2 separate regions of the Mus musculus genome follow, and region 1 is linked to region 2. A link is a contact called in public promoter capture Hi-C data. All regions are on one chromosome and are shown on one strand. Each heading gives the region's core, a stretch centred on a gene start, on an enhancer-like site or on the middle of the called end of the contact. The rest is flanking DNA. Distances are from core to core; before and after follow the strand shown.

Region 1 (6,275 bases), core at 3,579-6,078, 260 kb before region 2:
ACTGTCTGCTATGGTTCTGAGAGGATCCAGAGCCTTGGTATTCAAAAGCCAAGTGTCGGCATCTTTGGCTTTCTAGGACCAGGGCCAGTACTCCTCACTCTTTGAGTGAGCCAACTCTGAAGGCTTCTGGGCCCAAATCTGGCAGTACCCACTTGGAGTGAGCTTGGGAGTGGCCCTCATTCATGAATGTGAGGGCCAGTGTTAGAGATGGTAGGGAGATGGGATGGATACCTTCTCACACTCATAAAGCCCCTGGCTTCTTCCCACAGAGTGGTGTTTAAGTTAGCCTTGCAGATAAACATGGATTCTTTTCAGAGACAAGCAGTGCCAGTACTTTGGAAGAGCCAAGATAAATAGATGCTCACATTCATCTTCCCTCCCCTTCGCTACATGTTATTTCTACATACCCAAGTCAGTTGAGCTCAGAACTTTTACCTCTACAGAAATTATTTGCATTCTTTGTCTAAACTATGACATTTGATTGAAGCAGTGTGGCTGACGCTGGTCTTCCTGCGACCTGATTGCTAAGTGCTGTCAGCTGGATGTCCAGGTTCTCTTAGCTGCCAGGTGGCCTAGCCCAGACTGACCACTGGCTCTCAGGCCACAAGTCCCATGGATTCTCTACAATCACAGGGTGTCCAAAGGAAGTACAGCCTAGGGCACGCCAGGGCCATGACTGAACATGACAGTGCAAAGCCCACCTAGAAGCACTTCACCTTGCCGGGATGGAAAGCAGGACTGGAGTGACTTCCCTGCCTGCTTACTGCTCCTCTTCTCCCGGGAGCCCTCGCCTGGGGCCGAACTGGGAGGTTTCCTTACTACTTCCCACATGGCAATGGCAAAACTTCCCTAAAGTCAGGCAAAGGACAAAGCTGAAACTCCATACTGTGGAAACAAGGTATCTAGCTGGATGCAGCTGGTCAATTCAGTCCCATGGACCTTTGGGGTTTATTTTTCTTAGCAGCTTGACACCGTGTGTCTTTTGCATCCCTGGTGGTGCTTGGTGCTTCTGCCCTTCTGGGCTTATTGAGAATAGGATTATGATACGGTTTTAGGGACTCTCAGGTGGGCTGGCCTTTCCTGTGTGTGTGAGCTGTTACATAGTCATGTGACTGTCATTTTCACAAACCTTCCAGAGCTTTTACACTTTTGTTCCCTTTAAAAGGTCCCAGCAAGATACTCCATAGTCATCTGATCAGAATGCTTCTGAAACGTTCGAAGCTAGAAGTAGCTGGAGCTTAGACTCACTTTTCTGTGCCAAGGGAGATGTCAGTCTCTGGGAATTCTAGAAGAGAGAACTTCAGATTTGGAGTTAGACAGAAACTGGTTGAAGCTTCTGAAGGTGGGAAGAAGGATGTGGACTCCCAAGCACTATGTCCCTTGAAGCAGACAGAACTTAATTTCTCTGCAGCTCATAGTTGACTGTTCGCAGGAATGTTTGATGTGTAAGGTGGCCATTAGCAAGGTGGCTTCAGAGGCTGCTCTGGCAGGAACTGTGTGAGTCTGGAGTGTGTGTGTGTTTTTAAAACATGAAATAGTCTCATTACTTTATACTCACACGGCTTTACTCCCCATCCTAGGCAACTTAGGGCTTTTCAGGGCTGCGGGAAGGCAGGCCAGCACCCCAGGGAGGAGAGCTGGCCCCGGCTGCGGACACCGGAAAATCCCATTAGAGAAAACTTAGAAATGTCTACCAAGTCATGTATTTCCTTTATGAGCTTAGTAATTATTATTGGAAGGCTAGGCTTACTGGGTAGCTTTAAAGACACTTATTTTTCCACTTGCCACCCTTTTATATGTCACTAGTGCTTAGAAAAACACTTTCAGTTGGAATTAATTTTTGGTTTTGGTAAGAAGATAAAATATTTTAATAGATGAAAGATATATATTTTAAATATTCCCCTGCCCCTAGTGACTACCTTGAGTAGAGTGCGCAGCAGTGGCAACAAGTGTGGGCTCAGGTGCTGTTGCTGCTGAGTGAGTGTTGCAGACACTGGGCTGTCCCTCTGTACCCCACCCCACCCCCCAGGGAGACCCCAAGGACTGTAGACAGTGTTCTTTCCCATAATTCCTGCTGAGAGCAGTGGCCCTTGAAATAGAGGCAAAACAGTTTATGTTGGGAAGGCGTGGCTTATTCTTTAGTTTGCTTACCCTTGAAAATGGAAAAACTACTAACGTATCTGCATACAAGATGCTCTCAAACTCAGTGAAACCTGAACACTTCATTTCTGAGAATTCCCCATCTTGGTGTTTGACTGAAGTCCATTGCAGCTACAGTTGCTGATGGGGATCCCATAGGAGAAAATGGACCAGGGAAGAGAACGCTTGGGAGGCTGGTGAGCTTGAGTGGAAGACATCCTTTTACAGCTAGAACTAGCTGCAGTCACTGCAGTCCTAGCGACCTGCACACTGCCCACATTCTGCTGTGCTCCTTAGTGTGTGTGCAAAGAGGAAACTAGGAGAGACAGGAGGCTAAGTCTTTCTGATGGGGAATCCAAGAGATGTGCTATGCCTCAAGAGGGCTTGGTAGCCCTTCTCTAGAGGGGAACCCTTATACCTGTTTGAAGAAGTCATCTAAATCATCTGGGCCTGATGTGCTGGTATCAAGTCGGGAAGTACTCTGCCAGCACCCAGCTTCTGGCCTCGGGCCCTTAGTACTCTGCCAGCACCCAGCCTCTGGCCTCGGGCCCTTAGTTGCCTCTTTAAATAAAAGAAAAGAAAGAAAGAAAAAAGTCTGCCTGAGACTTGACTAGAAATCCTTCCTAACTGACCTCATTTATTTAAAAAAAAATTCTTTGATTATGGAAGAAGTACTTTTTTTTTTTAAGTCTTTTTTTTTTTTAAGGTAAAATGCCCCTCAAAAATTAAAGCTATTTAGTTATTGTCTGATTACAAACTGGCCACTGACTAAAATGGGAGGCTAGTGAGGGAGGCTGTGTTCATTCAGAAGGCACTTCTGAGCTCTTAGACCTGCCACCCTGTGCTGGGCCATGTGTAGTGCAGTGTGCATGGATGCGCTTGACCCAAGAGTATATCCATGAACTTTGAAAGGCCGTTCCATCCCTGGCAATGCTCTACAATGTTCCTGTTCAGGAGATCTGGCTCAGCAGATCACTCACATTTTCTATACCTTATCAGTATTTCTGAGTTTGATTAACTCTGCTTTTTCCTAAGTAATTTTCCCAAGGAAGAATGGATTTTCCCTGCAGTGATTATAGACTAGTCTCCCCTGTTCAAAGGCTGCATTTAGCTCAAATCCCAAGAAAGGAGTCAAGTCTGGATCGCCCTGACAAAGCCTGTCCTTCACTTGAGTGACCTCCTAGTGCATCCCAAGCTGACAGTGGCAGTGACTGGGCTTTCTTTCTAGCTTGTCATTGAAGCAGAGAGCCAGTAGGGATAGCTAGCTAGCCCATCATTGGGTTAAATTTGGACCAGCATCAACCCCTACCTTTAAATGAAGACCCACAGCTCTGGTTCCCACTGTAGTGCTCCAGGGCCCAAATAATTGTGAAAGTTATGTGGTTTGTGAAGGGGACATCCAAATGACAGGTTTTATGATGTTTGTTTCTTCTGTTTTCTTCAGTTAAGAAATACCTGTATCTCCTGAATACACCCACACTATATAAAGTACTTAGTAGGGGGTACCCCGTAGTGTGATTTAAGTCATTGGTGAGATTTTGGTTGGAGTAGCTGTGGTTTTAATTAACAGCCTTGGCGGTTTCTTTCACTCAAACTCCATAGGGTCCTAACCCTTCCTTAGCCAGCCCTTTCCTCACCAGCCGTACAGTCCTCTTTAGACTGAGCCCTTAGGATGGATGGAGCTGGAGTTCTTAGAACGCAGCAGGATTTGAGGATGAGGCTGCTGCACAGAATTTTTTTTTTTTTTGGTGGGGGGTGGGCAGGGGCAGAGATGACAGAGATGCACATTTCCCAGATTGTTATCCATGGTAGCATTCTGAGGATTGTTCTGTGGAAGAGACTTGGAGGTACACAGAGGTTACCAATTTTTAGTCATACAGGATGGAGGAAAAAGTGCCATGTCCCCATGAGTAGACAGCTTTGTGTATTGGCAGGATTTTTTCTGAGGGGGAAAATGCACTCTTGTGTTTCCTAAGTTTGTTGCCAGGAGTGTGGGAACTTACACCACACGAGAGCTGACCCTAGACTCTGAGGTCCCTCACTCCCTCACTCTTCGGAGTCTTGGGTCTAGGAGGAGTTAGACAAGGCCATGCTAAGGCCAGACTTGCTCATGCCCTTCCCAGTGCTGCGTTTGAGGCACAGACAGTTCAGCCTTCGGATGTCAAGCTGGGCCGGGAGCAGCTTCAACGTGGTTCCAGATACCTGCAGCTGCAGCCAGGGTCTCTCTAGCTGCTACCTGCCCTCCAAACCGAGCCTCAGTGGAGCCCAGCAGATCCCAGTTTGCTCAGGCATAACCACCAGCAAAGCAAGCAGACAGACTATGCAAGACGGGAAATAACTAGCTGAAATGCCAACTATGTTTGTTTTTTTTTCTACCTGATAACACTGTTTACTTATAACTGTATAAATATAGTTGTCCTAAGAGCCAGGAGGGAAACCTTTCCACCTAGAAATAGAATGGTTGTCTGTTGGCTTTAGGCCACCTGTTACAGCTCCTTGTGGTCTGATGATTGTGGTTTATTCAACCTGTTTACATTAGAATTGGAGAAGGGGCCCTGGATCTTGGTGGGCTGCCACTGCTGTCTGTATCCCCTTGACTCCTAAAGAGCCTTTTGATAGAGGGACTTGGGACAAGGTATGCCCTGTCAGGGATGCTTTTACCACAAAGGAATGGTATGGAATCAAGTGGGATGATTGATGGATGATTAACACAGTACCAAAGTGCATTCTTCAATGTGTATGTGCCTGTTCCAGGCAAGGCCCAAGTTGAAAATGCAGTAAAGCAGACTCATGAAAGCAAACAGACTATTTCTGATCAGTCTGGAGAGCTGCGTCTCAGTGTGGCCTAAGCTGAAGGCAGCAGGTGTTTGGGTGCGCTCGGGGCTGGGGGGTGCCTGGGTTAGTGCTCTCGGGGCTGGGTTAGAATGCCTCACTTTGGCATTCGCCATGAGCAGGAAGCACTGGAGTGGGGTCTTCACAGGGAACAATGTGCCTTTTGACGTGTTCTAATGGACATTACTTACTGTCTCCTGATCTCCTGTGACCACTCCTGTTCCTCTGAAGGTACCAAGAGTAAAGAATGACTTGGGGACGCCATTATCCTTGCACCTTATGGCCACTCTTAGCAATCTGGTTTTTTAAAAATATCCTTCTTTGGAACCATTGCTAGAAAGTCATAAAAAAAACACCTTTGACATAGTTTCACATTAAAAGAGAACAAATGTTTACCTGTTCCTTTTAAACTCAGAAAATGAACCTGGAAGACCATTTTGAGTTGATGTCACACATGGTGAGGCAGGATGTGGGACCTTTGTCACCTGGTCCAAGACCTTCAAGGGAAAGTGCTTAAAGTGACCATGCTGCCAGTTGGAGACTTGAAGACAGTGCTGGGCACTTGGTCTCTAGAGTAGCAAGATGTTGGGCACACTGTTAATTCCCTTCTAACTGGGTATGGTGGCTTGTATCCTTTTCCAGATGGGAACTCCAGCCCTGGCAGTTCAGAGTCTAGGTGCGGGGCCCTCTGATTGCAAAGGTGCTGGTTGCCTCTTCTGCTAACCTTACAGTGAGAACCTCTACCACTGGCCTCGGCAAACTGTGGTTCCAGTTGCTATCTGGACTGGAATTGGTTGGGCCAGGAACCAGGCTGTCTTCCACTTTACCCACTGTACCATGGGATTCTGAGCTAATTCAGGATGTGAACACAATCTGCTCCTCCATCTGCCAGTTCTCTCTCCTAGCCCAACTTCCAAATTGCTCACCAGCATCTTGGGTAACTAGAGACAGTTGGGAAGGTTGGAGGACACAAACTGAAGCTAAAAGTTACCAGTGAGCCCAGCTTGGAGTGTGCAGAGGCAGGAGGATCAGGAGTCTAGCACCATCCTTGGCTACAGAGTTGGAGGCCATCTTGGGCTACATGAGACCCTGTCTAAAACAAAGCATGAGCTGCCATGTCTGTTGACCAAGTGTTACTAGAGTAGCGGCAAAATTGGGGTACTACATAGTGGCTTCCTTCTGGGGGTCCAGTTGTAACATCTTATTATATATATGGAAAAGGAGGCCCATGCTTGAACTCTGCTCTCTATGAAAGCAGCTTAGGAGGTGGGAAGCCAAAGTAAGGAATTCAGAATGATGAGGAG
Region 2 (6,506 bases), core at 3,812-6,311:
CCTAGAGGCAGTGGCCTGCATTGTCGACCTCAGGTCATCCCCGATTACTGGAAGGACTCAGCACACTGTAGCATGGACGAACATTTTAATCCCCACTCTGCCTCCTACTCAGGGTGCAGCTGGGGCTGGCTGTGCAAACTAAATCCTAGAGCTGGTAGTCTGGGCCAGCTCGTCTCTGCACCGTCCAGCTTCTGTAGGCCTTGTGGCTGGTTAACCAACTTGGCCTCTGGGCAGCAAAGCTCTACCAGGACTTGGCTTTCAGCACCTGTAATCATGGAGGTGGGGGTACGGCGGAGGGTGGGGGGAGAGTAGCCTGAAGGAGAAGAAACTCTTGGGGAAGACAATCCCTGGCAGTGGAAGTTCTTACCTGGTGGGGGAGTCACATTCTCTCCCAGTCTGCAAATGGAGGGGGAAGCTATCTGATGAAAGAGTTCAGACCCAGACCAACATGATAGAGGAGATCCTCATTTGATGGGAGCTACATGGTCCGGGACTTAGAGAAGCCTGTGACTTGTGGGAGGAAGCAGCACTAGTTTGAGGGCACCCTTGTCCAGTGCCTGGCCTCTGAGCCGGGCAAGGCTGTTGAGGAAGGCAGTCCCTGAGTTGAGGAAGGTCCGTTGTCTGATGGGGAGACCTTGTGCTGAGTGAGGGAAGCCCTGTGCTAAGCGGAGGCTGAACCTGAGCAGGAGACAGGCCCTGGAATTCCCCTTCAGGTAGCTAAGGGAAAGAAAGGCATGGCCCTGCCCTCCAGGAATTTTCCATCCCTTGTGGAGAAGGCTGTGGCTGCTGAGAAGTGGGGGATGGGCTCACAGTCCACTGCAGTGATGAGGACAGCAGAATGAGCATTGTGGAGAGAGGAGCCCTCTGGAGCCAGGCCGCCAGAAAGGACAGCATCCGAATGGGAGGGGCAGAGGGAGAGCGGTTCTGTGCTGGAAGTGAAGAGAGTCTGGCTTTCCTCTCTGGACAAACCTGGGTGTGTCCATGCCCACCCCCCAACCCCAGGTCCCTCTTTACAGTGAAGACCAAGTAATATAAAAGACCAATTCGTGTGGAGCTTCAGATACCTTGAGCAAGTGTGGAGGGGTGGGGGAGGAAAAAAGAAGGAAGGGAGTTTGGGAGGAAGGAGAGAGACAAGGAGTGACCGAGGGAAAGGGTGGCAGCAGCTACCTAGAGTGATGTCTAGGGCCACCTAACTCATCCCAAATGCTAGCTGAATAGCTGGTCTGGAGGCAAAGGACTAGGGACTAGAGGGAGGCGTTCTGTGACTGTGGTCCCTACTCACCCCTCCAGGGCTGACTTTATTTTCTGGCTCTGAAGGAAACAAGGCCAGACTTTGAGGATAGTGATCAAGCTAGTCTGACTATGCTCTGAGGAGAGATAAAATGTGTCTCCTATAACATAGGGATGCAGGCTTTGGTCTGGCAGGAATCAAAGGCTCTTTCTCTAGCCTGGCCTCTATGGATGTCTCTCCTCACTAGCACATTCAGGTTTCTCTTGTTTCTTTCCCATTCTGTCTGTCTGTCTGTCTAACAGCGGAGAAACCCATCCATCAGAGCAGAAACTGTCCTCAGGCATCCCTGTACACCCTACTCGCCCGAACACGGAACCCAGGAAGGAAGGGAGGGATTTACCAACTATTCTGAGCTCAAAGGTTTAGCACTTTTAGGAAGGGCAGCCTGAACAAGGCACTGAGGTAGGACTCCAGATCTACCCAGATCCTAGGGAGGTCCCCAACGCCAGAACAGTCATGATTACTGCCTGTCTCCAGCCTGCTCTCCTGCCCACATCCCATTAGGAATTCCTCTCCAAGTCCCCTTGTTCTCTAGGTCCTAGCTCTGTCCTACATCCAGGGAGCCTCCTGGCCCACGGCTGCCCAGGGTTCATTTTCTCTGGAGACCTGAGATTCTCTGCCCCCGGCGTTTGGACATTTGATCCAGTCCTCATCCATTAAACAGTATTTACAACGTTTTGACAAAATGACCAGTGTGCCCTGGGCTCTAGAGATAAAGCAACTGATACTGTAAAAATTACTACTCTGAAATAAAATGGGGGTGAGCTGGCAATAAAACGGCTAAATGAATAAAATGTACAATTGGTTCGGTACAATGCTCTCAGGAAACACACTCTAGCCGAGAGGCATCAGGGCAGGAGTGGGCATCTGAGTTAAGGACAAAGAAGGAAAGACCCAAGCCCAGGCTGGTTCAAAAGAGCAAGACAAGATGGAAAGGACCCGGTGGGAGTGGAGGGAGGGAGAACAATCTAATAGAAATGGGGGGGGGGGCTGAAATGAGACGGAGTGAATGAAATAGACCCAAATGAGATGGAGGGAAGTAGACTCGACTCAAACAGACCCGAACAGAAATAAACACATTTAATAAACTCCCACGTAACTCTGAACTGAAAGGCGTGAGGAGAATTTCAAAACTAGAGCAGGACGGGAAAAGAGTCCAACGTAATGTGATAGCATGGGACACGCTAGACTTAAACGGAATGGAAGAGAGAGAACGGAACAGATGGGGCGGGCTGGACAGATGTGGATACTGTGGCTGGCTGCCCACGCTGACCTCCTTCCCGCTTGTCCCGACAGTCTTCCCTAGGGTGCTGCTGCGGAATCTGCGCCACCCCATCTTCTTGCTGGTAGTCCTGTCCCAGGTGTGCACCTCATCCATGGTAGCGGGCATGGCCACCTTCCTGCCTAAGTTCCTGGAACGCCAGTTTTCCATCACAGCCTCCTTTGCCAACATGCTCCTTGGCTGCCTCACTATCCCTCTGGTCATCGTGGGCATCATGATGGGAGGTGTCTTAGTCAAGCGCCTCCACCTGAGCCCGGTGCAGTGCAGTGCCCTCTGCCTCCTCGGCTCGCTGTTGTGTCTGCTCTTCAGCGTGCCGCTCTTCTTCATTGGCTGCTCTACCCATCAAATTGCAGGCATCACACAAGACCTGGGGTGAGTGGGCATGCACATGGGAAGGTGCGTGGTGAGGATAGGTCAGTGAGCCACCTACCTCTCCTACCCGCCCTCCCTCCCCCCCATACACAGTGTATCCCCTCCCCCTCCCCCTCCCCCAGTGCCTACAAAGCCCTATGCAAGCCCTTTTCTGGGCTCAGGTACAAGCAAGCAGTGGTCACTGGTAGGCACCCAATGCCACAGAAGAGGCATGGATGGAACACCAAGGCCAGGAGGCCTGGGAAGAGCCAGGGTGCAGCCAGTTGCGGGATAGTATTTCCAGGGAGGCTGAGACCTGCGGGCCCGCAGAAGTGGAATGGACGCCACGCATAGGAGGCAGGACCCAGCATAGCCTGAGAGAGACATTTGTTCCCAGATGAAATTAGGTCTGCCCAAGAAGGGACAAGCTCCATGCCTTGGTTTCAAAAAGCAGGTGAACAAGGAACTGGGCAGTCCCCCTCAAGAAGGCAGACGAGGTTAAGAAACCTTGCCTCTTCCTACGGTGACCTCATTTTAACTGGAAGATGTACTAAGCTTTGTTTGGCCCAGTACCCAGCTAGAATTTCCCCCTTGGCACAGCCTCCCCCACTCAAGTGCCAGGTTTCCTCACCTGGTCCCTCTCTCACGTGACTTCGGAGGACTCAGCTCAGGGCCAAGACACTTGGACCCCACCCTCATCACTTGACTCCATTCCTTCTTTTCTCTAAGAGCCAGGCTGTCTGGAGTAGGGCCTTCTGTGTACGGGCCACACCCTATGGGCCCACAGGAAGCCCCAAGCCTGAGCAATTATGTTTCATGTCAAGTCAGTGGGGATTTTAAGCAAAGGGGCAATGATAGAACCCATTAGAAAGACTGCATGGAGACTTTATGAAGCACACGCGGGTGGAGTGGGGTGGGGTGAGGTGGGGGAGCCTTGAGCCTGCTGAGTGTGTAAGAGGCCCTGGCTCTGGGCAGGTGTCCATGACACTAGTTGTACAGGAATAGGGACTTTCCCCAGTTCACTCAACTGGTCTCAGGCCATCCTGCTTGCCTGTGTCTTCTTTCTCCCCTCCTCCCTCAGTCTTGACATCGCATCTCACCCATATTCTCACCAAAGATCTTATAATTGATGCGCTCCAAGTTCTAGTTCACTGAGGCTTTCCGAGGCCAATGGAGTTTCCCTCTTGTGTTCCTCTGAGTCTCCATGAGATCTCTATAATCGCTTCTGTTGATAGACCCACTTTACTGAAGATACGGTGTCACCTGGCAAGGGTGTTGTGTTTCCTCCTGGCATGAAAGCCAGGCTACAGCCTATGTCCCAAAGCTGTTCTCTAGCCCCCAACCCAGGGTGCTCACCCCTTTAGACTCAGCCTCTCTTCTAGCTCCAGCTCCTATCCAACCTCAGTTCTCCAGCTAGGGTAGAGCACGCCTGGGATCCTGGGGCAGGTCCTCTGGTGGGGGCACTTGACACTGTGAGCAGGACAGGAGAATGACCACAGAGGTCGTGAGACTTCAGGAAAGCGACAGTGAGAAGGGAACCCCAGCCCAGATTACAGAGAAATTACCGTCCCGCAGGGAGGAAGGCATAGGTTAGAGGCCCCACAGCTGCTCCATCTCCTGCCAGGGCCCACCGCAGCTGTCCTTGGCTGAGACAAAGTAACAATTCAGCTCAAAGAGAGAATGGCCCCTTCATCTGACACTCACTTCTGGAAGGGATTTCAATTGTGTTCCATCCAAATACAGGAATATTTGCAGAAGCTCCCAGACATGTAGAATCCAGGGTTGAAAGGGCACTCCACAGCCCAGACTCCTCACTCCCCCATCAGGAAAGTTCCTTAAGCGGTTCTCCCTCAGGGAACAGCTGCAGCTGAAATCACTGGCCACTCCTCTCAGAGTAGGAGCCAGGCTTCAGCCAGAGGCCTGAGAGAAGAGAGCCCAGCCAAACACATTTGCCTCTTCTCTGTCTAGTGCCCAGCCAGGGCCAAGCCTGTTTCCTGGCTGCTCAGAGCCCTGCTCCTGCCAATCAGATGACTTTAACCCTGTTTGTGATACCAGTGCCTATGTGGAGTACACCACACCCTGCCATGCAGGCTGCACAGGTCGTGTCGTCCAGGAGGCTCTGGGCAAAAGCCAGGTAAGGCCAACCTCCCACACACCCTACTCCTCCTATCACACATGCTGCCTGTCACTCTGAACCTCTTGCTTTCCCTCTGTCTCTGCCTCGTTCCTCTGCTTTGGCAAGTGCAGAGCCCCGTTCTGTCAACAAGTTTCGTTGCCAGCTAGGGCTCAGGGAGGTGAGCCTGAGCTCCCAGCTGCTAGCTTGCTTGAGGAAATGACCCACAGGAACTCCAGGCTACAGATGGACAGAAGTGGTCCCTACCAGTACATACAAGCGTGGAAAGGGACACAGCCCATCTGGGAGGGTCTCTGAGGGCCCCAAAAGAAGCACCATCTGTGACAGATCTTCCGGGATCATTAGGAAAATAAGGGCTTGGGATGGGAGGACTTTCTAGGCAGGACAGCAGCATATGTAGAGATTTTAGGAACACACACTTTGTGTGTCTTGCTAGACTTCCCTCCCCACCCAGGTCTTGCACTGAGTGGTTTACCGGGTGAGTTTACTAGCAAGGAAGCAGAAAAGCCACAGTTCCTAGGAGATTTTAAGCACTTACTTTTTTTATGCCCATTGTATAGATAATAAATGAAGGCCTGGGAAAGGACTAAGCAGTGCCCAAGGTCTTATACCAGAGCTGGGACTAGAATCAAGGTCTCTGGTCCGAAGCCTGCACTGGATTCAGAGGATCCACCACTCAGGAGGGTCAGCGCTCAGGGATTCTTTCCAGCCTGGGGTTGATTGGCTCTTGTCACATGTAACTCCTTGGTTCATCATAAGAACCTGGGCCCAGGAATGGGCTGGTCCATGCCCAAGGTGCACTCAGGTAGAGACAGAGTAAGATCTCAGGCTTATAAGGCAAAGTCATCCCTGTGGGGGAGACTGGAGACGTCTGTGAGGACCTCCCACCATGGACATAGATGCCTATGAGGAAAGCTTGGAGAAGAATCTAGAAAGCAGTGTCCAGCCTTGGTGTCCACCCCAGCTGTCCTTCCAAGCAAAGGAGCAGTGTTGGAGCTACCTGCCAGTCCTCTGCTTTGGCATGTTTTTCCATGACCTGACTCCAGGGCGTCTGCAGCTCAGCGGGCTGCTCCGCATGTAACTGAAGCCTAAAGGCCACTCCTTACATATGTGAAGCGCTGCGAGGGCTTAGAGTTCTGCCAGTACAGCCTGGCCATACCTAGCAGCTCTGCATGGCAATAGGTGGACATCCCAGTGGCCCCTCCCTCTGCCATCCTATCTTTCTTCTTTCATTAGTTCTATCTCCTAAATACTTCGCCTCAAAAGTCTTTCCCCATGCACCCTGACAGTGGGAACTTCTGCTTGCTCATCCCAGTAGCCACTGAGCTTAAATCCTTTCAAAATGCTACCTTGGGTTTCTCAACCCTTCTCATGCTGAGAATTGTCAGAGAATTTTTTTTTCTGTAGTAAGAAGCAAGAGGCCCAGGGGTCTCCAGGTACCCTAGCCA

Evidence for each region. Promoter capture Hi-C pulls out the DNA fragments that hold promoters and counts their contacts.
Region 1: a contact with region 2 is called in a promoter capture Hi-C map of the C10 cell line. The contact joins two enhancer-like sites. A contact is called at or near these places in 5 of 39 promoter capture datasets (the C10 cell line, cranial neural crest, embryonic stem cells and 2 more), 2 of 115 datasets of contacts at active chromatin or transcription factors (double positive thymocytes and stem cell-derived neural progenitor cells) and 1 of 9 other capture datasets (embryonic stem cells).

What each region holds. Positions count from the first base shown.
Region 1 is chr7:99,918,919-99,925,193 of GRCm38.p6, reverse strand. It overlaps Rnf169 (ring finger protein 169), which reads left to right. Exons shown (of 6, transcript NM_175388.3): 6 at 1-4,940. Among named protein-coding and RNA genes, the nearest start is that of Gm5115, 11 kb to the left of the region's middle. Within about 2 kb of position 4,828, at least 8 of the 459 cell types and tissues checked have an H3K27ac peak or open chromatin away from gene starts, as enhancers often do.
Region 2 is chr7:99,663,331-99,669,836 of GRCm38.p6, reverse strand. It overlaps Slco2b1 (solute carrier organic anion transporter family, member 2b1), which reads left to right. Exons shown (of 14, transcript NM_001252530.1): 9 at 2,588-2,945; 10 at 4,893-5,058. Among named protein-coding and RNA genes, the nearest start is that of Gm25409, 13 kb to the right of the region's middle. Within about 2 kb of position 5,061, at least 96 of the 459 cell types and tissues checked have an H3K27ac peak or open chromatin away from gene starts, as enhancers often do.